Linked DNA regions of Mus musculus: region 2 is linked to region 1. The links are chromatin contacts, called in public Hi-C maps. All regions are on one chromosome and are shown on one strand. Each heading gives the region's core, a stretch centred on a gene start, on an enhancer-like site or on the middle of the called end of the contact. The rest is flanking DNA. Distances are from core to core; before and after follow the strand shown.

Region 1 (4,128 bases), core at 246-2,745:
TCTGCCAAATGAACAGGGCTCTTAGACCAACATACACCCACTAAACGTAGGTGGCCTTCCTGCTAGCTTGTTTGGCTGGCCTGTAATGAAAGGTCAAGCTGGCCAGGGAGCAGCTGTAGGGGGGCTGGCAAGAGTCAGTGTGCCTGGAACCCATGGAGAAACTGTATCCAGCTTCTCTGCAGGCAGATTGCTCTGCTGCAGAGCCTGTGGCTTTTGGCACCTGGGTTCCATTTGTCCCCCCCTCCTTCTTTCGGAAGAGGATTTGACGCCACCAAGGAAGGACCTTATAATGTTATTTACTGCTATTTCCTACGCCCCAAATTTGGCTTTAGGCTGCCTATTTTCAGTATTTGGGAACCTCAAGACGGGAGCAAGGCATGAAACCTGCAGCGAATATGAAGCCTTCCCCAGGGCTTGGCATTTAGCTGCAGCTCCAGCAGGCATTTAGAATTAAAAAAAAAAAAAAAAAAAAAAAAGGTTCATGCAGGCTTTCCAAGTACAGGGCCTTAAAGGCAACATGGCTCCGAAATCCCCTTTGTGCTGTGGAGCTGTGGGAAGGGACAATGAGTGACACGCTGCCCGGTGTCCCCATGTAAATGCTACCTCGAGGATACAGTTTTTACCAGGCAGATGGCTCATTTCTGGTCTGTAGCCTCATTTTTCCAGTGTTCCTCATGTACTTGTGAAGTTCTGCCCCTGGAGTCAGGTCCTAATTGGTGTCAAACGCTCAGAGACAAAAGTGAGGTTTGCGCATCATTCATGCGAAGGCTGTAACTGCAGTGACGGGCGGGCCCTGGCTCCAGCCACGCCTGTGGCCAGCAGGACCTGCTGTTGCAGACCTGCTCAAAACTACTGAATGCCAGGCTAAATACCTCTCTGTCATCACTGCCCATCTCCCGACTCTAGCATGTCTTTATGCTGGGGTCCTCTTTAGGTTATCTGTATGTTGACCTTAGTCTGGCTCTAGCAAATCTGGGTAGGGTTGAGGGGGACCCCCATTCATCTCACTACAGATTTGGGGGCCACCCAGCAGACAGGTAATCCTAATAGCCAGGACTCTGCAGTCAGCGAACGGCCGTCTGATTGGATGCACATTCATCTTCAAATTATGTTGTGTGACAGCCTGGGCTGCTGAACACCATTTTAACATGCAGATTGACTCCTCTGAGGCTGTTCATTATGCATTTAGCGGCCTGTTTTCAGACTAACCAGCATGTCAGAGAGGCCCTATCCTTTTTCCACCTGGGTGGAAGAAATCGCTTGCTGACTGTGGGGGAGCATGGATATTAAAATGCATGTTTATTTTTCCGAGTATCCACATATAACAACGTCCCCACCCCACCCCCGCCGCCGCCAGTGCAGGAGGAGAGAAGAAAAGGGGCAGACAGCTTTGACTCTGAAGCAAAGAAAATGGCTATGCCAAACAAGCCAGTCTCTGTGGAAGACAGGAGCTGACAAGGCCAGGCCAGCCTGATGCCTCCCGGCTGCCCTGGCTGCCCGCAAGCCAGCCTGGGTGCGTCCACACAAGCGCTCTTCTGAGACATGCACAGACCCTCTCTTCTCTTGTACACACAGCCCCAAGTATTTTAAGCAGCACACTTCCAATTTCCTGTTTCTAAAATTGTCTCGCATCTCCAATGGCATTCCATGCAATCCTGGCAAGTCACAGGCTCAGGGGCTGAGCCAATTCCACTCCAAGGACAGTGAGAGTCCTGTGTCTGCTGAGGAACAACCAAGTAGGGCCCTGGGTCACTCACCCCTCATCTCTTCCTGGTGTGACTTAACCTCAGTCTGCTGGGACTTTGTCTCCATGACCTCTCTGTGACCTCTAGCTGCTATTGGGCAAACACCCAATAACATCTCTCTCTCTCTCTTTCTCTCCCTCTCCCTCTGTTGTGCCTATGACCCCTAGCTGCTACTATGTGAGCACTGCCATTTCCTCTGTGTGTGTGAGGGTGGGATATGAATATGTGTGTCTGTGCATGTATGTGTGTCTGTGTGTCTATGTCCTTCAGCTGCTATTGGGTGAATACTGCCATTTCCTCTGTTTGTGTGTGTGTTTGGGGGGCGAGCTATGGGTATGTCTTGTACCTGGTGTGTGTGTGTGTGTGAGATCTCCAGTTGCTACTGGGTGAGCATGTCCATTTCCTGTGTGTGTGTTGGGGGAAGGGGTATATGTGTTGTGTATGTGTGTGTATATATGGTGAATGTGATATATACATGTATGTGTGATGTGTATGCGTTCGGTGTGGTGTGTGTATGTGTGTGTTGTATGCTTGCTGTGGTATGGTGAGGATGCTGTGTGTGTGATATGTGCATGTCCTTTCTTGATGCACTTGCAGTAGTTTTAAGATTTCATTCCTGTCCCACATAGTGCCTAACGGTGGCATTTTTTTCCCCCATGTGTTTGAAAGACTCCTTACTTTCTAGGCAAGAGCTTCACTATTGCTGGGCATAGTGGCGAACGCCTTTAGTCCCAGCACTTGGGAGGCAGAGGCAGGTGGATTTCTGAGTTCTAGGTCAGCCTGGTCTACAGAGTGAGTTCCAGGACAGCCAGGGCTATACAAAGAAATCCTGTCTCGAAAAACAACAACAACAACCACCCTCCACTATTGACCTATATCTGTGACCTGTGACCTATATCTGCGGCCCTCGCCTCCTGAGAGGACCCCAGTTCCTTCAGTCTCTGTGGTGGGCTACGCTTGCTGTGCACACAGCACTCCCCTCTGTCATCGGATGTGGGAGGCTCTCCACCGCCTTCCTCTGCTGCCTTGAAAGAATGGTTCTTCAGGGGCTGAGGAGCTTGGCTTGAGAACGCAAGCTCAGAGGCCAGGGCTGAGAGCAGCCACCCTGCCACATGTCCCCAGAGGGCAGGCATGTGTGCTTAAGAGCTTCTGGGTCTTTTGGGGTGGTGTTAAATGCTGCTCTCAAAGATGTGGCTGGGGCTTTGCTATTTACATGAAAATATTACATAGTATGTCCAGAGGGCTCCAGGCACAAAATAAAGCAGAAGGCAGAGCTGCGTTCTGGATTCTGCCGGCATGGCCGTCAGTGGGCATGAAAGGGCTCTGTTGCTTACTCAGGGACTGTGGTACTCCTGAGGAGAGAACCTGAGCGTGGAAACTGTGCCCTTTTGTTTTCACATGGAGTGTGGCGATCCCCACTGGCAGGAACAGGTTGCATGCGGTTGCGAGGCTGTAGCTGGCTGGAGTCACACTGCGGAGTATTATCTGAAAAGGTCTCAACCAGGGAGAACAATATGGCTACCCGGTGCCAGAGGCAACGCTTAGCGATCTGCCCCTTCATTCACACATCTCAACAGCCCTTTATTTGTTTATTTCTGTAACTAGAAACACGGGAGTTCTTAATTTTAAAGTGCTACTGAAGGATTTGTCCTCGAAATACTGTTTAAGGGAAAAATCCTTGAAGGGGCACAAAAGAGACTAATGGTATTAATCAGGTTACCTCTGAACAAGACTGTTGGGTGGTGATAAGCTGCCATCCTGATCCAGTATGGCTGGTGTTCATATCAGAAGAGGGGAATTTGGAAGTAGAAGGACAAGGGACACTATGCTAGGACACAAGGCAAAGGCAGTCATCTCTACACCCAAGGAGCCTCAGAAGAAATGGAGCCTGTCAACATAGCGATCTCAGGTTTGCCATCTCCCCAACTCTGAGGAAATGAAATCCCTGCCTGCTGTTTGAGCCACCTTTACTTTAGTACTTGGTTAACTGCGCAGAAGCAGGGAAACAGAAAGGGTGTGGATGAGGGAGGGAGTCTCAGCACTTCAGGGATTTCCTGCATCACTTTCTCTAGGACCTCTTCGAGAAGGTGGCGCAGAAACTGCAAGCCAGATGCTAATTTCCCAGGGATCAGGGGGGAAATTGGGTTGTTTTGTTTTGGAAAAAAATCTCCACAGAAGTGGATTTGCTCTTTAGCTTCCTGTGCGTAAGCGAGAGCTGACATTTTGAACTGAGAAAATGCCATGAAGGACCTATCTGGCCCTTCAAATAAATATCTAGATTTTTCTTTTTTTTTTTTTTTTAAAGATTTATTTATTTATTATATGTAAGTACACTGTAGTTGTCTTCAGATACACCAGAAGAGGGCATCAGATCTCATTACGG
Region 2 (3,847 bases), core at 1,280-3,779, 320 kb after region 1:
TCGTTCTCTGATCTTCCTTTCCCATCTCTCCACAGCAGCAATGGAATTACAGACCCAAGCTACAGTACAAGGCTTTTACATGGGTCCTAGGCTTTTGAAGTCCAGTCTTCAAGGCTTATGCGGCAAACACTTTATCCCCTGAGCCATTTCTTCTGCCTTCTTCTCATTTCCAAAAACTTTCTATTCCCAAATATTTAAGTAGAGTGAGGTAATAAGTCTCCATTACCCAGCTTCATTTCTGGCCTACACTTCTTCATCCATGTTTAATACCTATTTTCCCTTGCCATATTACATGAAAGAAAATTGCAGTCATAATATTCCACCCGTAAATATTGTAGAATGTACCTTTAGAACTTAGGGTTTCTTGGTTCAAATAGGCAGCCATAGCATGATCATCACATCCAAGGAGTATTGAGCAGCTTTCCCTAGCTTGACCTAATCGTCATGAGTGTGGAAGCATCTATTTTTTCAATTCGCTTGCCCTAAGGTTTTCAGCAGGGGAACACACTGCTAGACAACTCACAGACCAGGTGACTCATTTATAAAAAGTGCCAAGCTCGGGTCTGACATGACCATAGCATTCCTGCACCTCACTTCAACACAACCAACCATGTTCGACGTTTGTCCTACACAGCTATGCAAAATCATTTGTTTTCAATTCATTATTTGTTCAAAGATTTTGAGTAGACTTCCACACGTAAGTTCACACTACCGAGTTCTTCATAGCCCCTAATAATCCATTAAAAACAAAACAAAACAAAAAACAAAGGCTTAGTAGATGTTTTCCTTCCTCTTGGAACTAAAGGTCTTACTCTCCATGAACACTCTCAATTTCTGCTTTTAAAATAGAACTCTGGGTAAGGGGGGAAAGATGCCGTAGTACAATTAACTGAGTATGCCAATGAATGCACAGAGTGAATGTCTCCACCAACAGAACCCTGCATCTGTGAAATGAATGTGAAAGACCATCTCCAGTATAGCTCGAGGGAGGAATGGTCTCCTCAGCTGACACTGGCATTCATGTTCAGACTCAAGAACAAGTGTGGAAGTTCACTTCTTTGGGACTCTAAACATGTGCAAAATACTCCTTGACTGAAACTAAAAACAGGTGCAAAATGTAAATATATCCAATTTTTGAACTGAGATATTTCTGGAAAAGGTAAATATATATGTATATATATATGTGTGTGTGTGACAATTCATTATTAGATGGATAGTAAAATAACTATTTTGCAAAATTAAAATTCACATATATGTATGTGCCTTTAAAGGCACATATGTGTGTGTGTGTGTGTGTGTGTGTGTGTGTATATATATATATATATATATATATATATATACACACATAAATATGCTTTTAAAAACGTGTGCATGAAATGGGGAGGGCTTGTGCACATGAGGACCCTCCAAAGCTGGAGAACAGCATCAGACGTTTGGTAACATCCACCTGTGTGCTGGGAAGCAGTTAGTGCTCCAACTGCAGAGCCATCCCTCCAGCCCCAAACTGATTTCTTAACAAAGCAAATATCATCCTTTTGAACTTTGCATTTGAACCTAACAAATTTTCCCGCAAAATATGCAAATGAGACACACATTCACGTGTCTATTTTAATCCAGAAAATGGGTACTGATTCACCTTACTTTGAAAGAAAAGTGATGGAGAAACATGTGCCAACTCTGAACTCTAACCATCCAACCTGCAACACTCTGGTTTGCTGACAGCATTTCTTGTTATTTTATTCTTTCCTTGAGATTCAGAAAAGCTGATTCCACAGAAACAAACAAGATGGGACTACAAAATGGCTAAGCAAGTAAAGGCGGTTGCCGCCAAGCGGGAGGAGCTGAGTTTGATTCCCAGGACAACCTACATGGTACAAGGATAAAACCAACTTGTCTTCTGACCTCTGTAGTGAGTGCCCCCTAAAATAAATAAGTGTAATTTAAAACCGAAAATAAAAACACCGTCCTGAAGAGGTTAAACACAAGACTGAAAATCTCTTTCTCTTTGCTGATACTTTCACACAATACAAAAGGCTGTATTCGGGCGGCTGGGCGTGGTGGCATTTGGGAGGCAGAAGCAAGTAGATCTCTGTGAGTTCAGGGACAGCTAGAAATACGCAGTAAGATCCTGTCTCAGGGACCAGGGACGAAAAAAAGAAAGAGAGAGAGAGAGAGAGAGAGAGAGAGAGAGAGAGAGAGAGAGAGAGAGAGAGAGAGAGAAAGCAAGCTAGAGCTGTACTACAATGGCTACATATTCTGAACAACCAGCCAAATTAATCAAGCTATGCTGCATAAACGAGATCTGAAGTGTCGCTCGGGCGCTCTCCTGGGAAAGACACCCACACAGAGAACATTTCTCTTGCTTGTTCTCTTGCGCTCCTGACGGACAGGAGAAATCAAGAGGACGTATGTTCTACAAAACCAAATGATCAACCTGAATCGACTGCCTGGGTTCAATCCCTTCCCGATGCCGCGGGAAAGTGCCGCTCTAAGCCCAGGCGCTAGCCCCACTGCTTCCCTCCCGCCATCCTGGGCAGCTGTGGGCTCTTGCAGACAAAACCATTAGAGCTGGCTGACACCCCACGGGGCAGGAAATGAATCACCGCTTTACTCAACCGAAACTGCGGCAGGTTTTAAGGAAGCTAAGCACAGTTGGCCAAATTGAATCAGTAGCAGTTAGCTGGTAAAGAAGTGTCGAGGGACTGTGACCAATGACAAAGGATTAGCATTTTGGATCTGCTTTTCCACTCTCGGAGCAGATTTTTAGCAAGCACAGGTGCCTTTCGTGTAAGGTTCCCTGTGGCTGCACAGACCACCAACAGGTCCCTGCGAGGACATGCTAGACACCCGAGGTAGGTGAGGCTCCTTGACACATCCAGAGGTCCAGGCTCTGGCTGCCTTTGGTTTTCACTGGAATATGTCTTTTTAAAAAGGGTCAGTTTCTTCCTCAAATTTAGAAGTTCTACAGTTTGTTCTCAAAAATTGGGGCTCTGTCTCATGTGAACTGAGGTAGGTCTTAGATCTTAATACAAGAAAAATGGGAGTTAGGGGCAAAGCCATTATCTTCGATTTTCTTTACTACAACCTGAAAGCAAACATTTGTGAGGCTAATGACAATGATCCAAACACTGAATTTTCTTAAACCCAGGCTATTGTCTTCCTTCAGACGATGCTTCTCTGACTTGTCTGCTGACCACACAGAAACCTAATTTTTAAGCCGAAAGCTAGTTTCAAATGTAGCTTTATGTTTTATGCGCATTTTTAATACAGACCTTTAAAAGTCTAATTTGCAGAATATTTCCCTAAGAAAACAATCAGGTGTTTCCTAGGTAACAAAGCAAGGCATTCCCAATTAGAAAGAAGTCTTTTCCACAGTTCTGTTTAGAAATCAAAATACATCTAAGTTGACAGATGACAGAAATTGGTCAAATCAAATTTTTCCCCTCCAAGTCCCACAAAGGTACACGTTAAAAGTTTCTAAATTACAGCCAGATCTCCAAAGAGTTACAATCGTCTCAGGTTAGCACAGGAGTAGAACAGGTTTTGTAAGCACACCACACAACATCTGAGGTCATTAGTTCATATTTGAGAAGAAAGCTACTTGGCTCAGCTGGTAAAGGCACTTGCCACCAAGACTGACTGCTTTGAGTTTGATGCCCAGGAGCTGAACAGTAGAGGGAATTGACTCCTGAAGGCTGTCCTCTGCCTTCCAAATGCACACTGTGGGATACACACACACACACACACACACACACACACACACACACAAGCTAAATAAATGTTATTAAGAGAGAGAGAGAGAAGCAGAGAGAGAGAGAAAGATAGAATTTTTAGTCCACAAAACTGA

Evidence for each region. A called contact is a pair of places that touch in the nucleus more often than the background predicts.
Region 2: a contact with region 1 is called in a Hi-C map of cerebellar granule neurons, with 2.0 times the contacts expected there. The contact joins two enhancer-like sites. A contact is called at or near these places in 1 of 484 Hi-C or Micro-C datasets (cerebellar granule neurons) and 7 of 115 datasets of contacts at active chromatin or transcription factors (acute myeloid leukemia, effector CD8 T cells, embryonic hindbrain and 4 more).

What each region holds. Positions count from the first base shown.
Region 1 is chr3:51,748,471-51,752,598 of GRCm38.p6, forward strand. The region is part of intron 2 of Maml3 (mastermind like transcriptional coactivator 3); the gene reads right to left. Among named protein-coding and RNA genes, the nearest start is that of Gm46803, 43 kb to the left of the region's middle. Within about 2 kb of position 1,496, at least 119 of the 459 cell types and tissues checked have an H3K27ac peak or open chromatin away from gene starts, as enhancers often do. A contact at or near this core is called in acute myeloid leukemia and cerebellar granule neurons, where this site is marked.
Region 2 is chr3:52,067,467-52,071,313 of GRCm38.p6, forward strand. The region is part of intron 1 of Maml3 (mastermind like transcriptional coactivator 3); the gene reads right to left. Among named protein-coding and RNA genes, the nearest start is that of Maml3, 36 kb to the right of the region's middle. Within about 2 kb of position 2,530, at least 340 of the 459 cell types and tissues checked have an H3K27ac peak or open chromatin away from gene starts, as enhancers often do. A contact at or near this core is called in acute myeloid leukemia and cerebellar granule neurons, where this site is marked.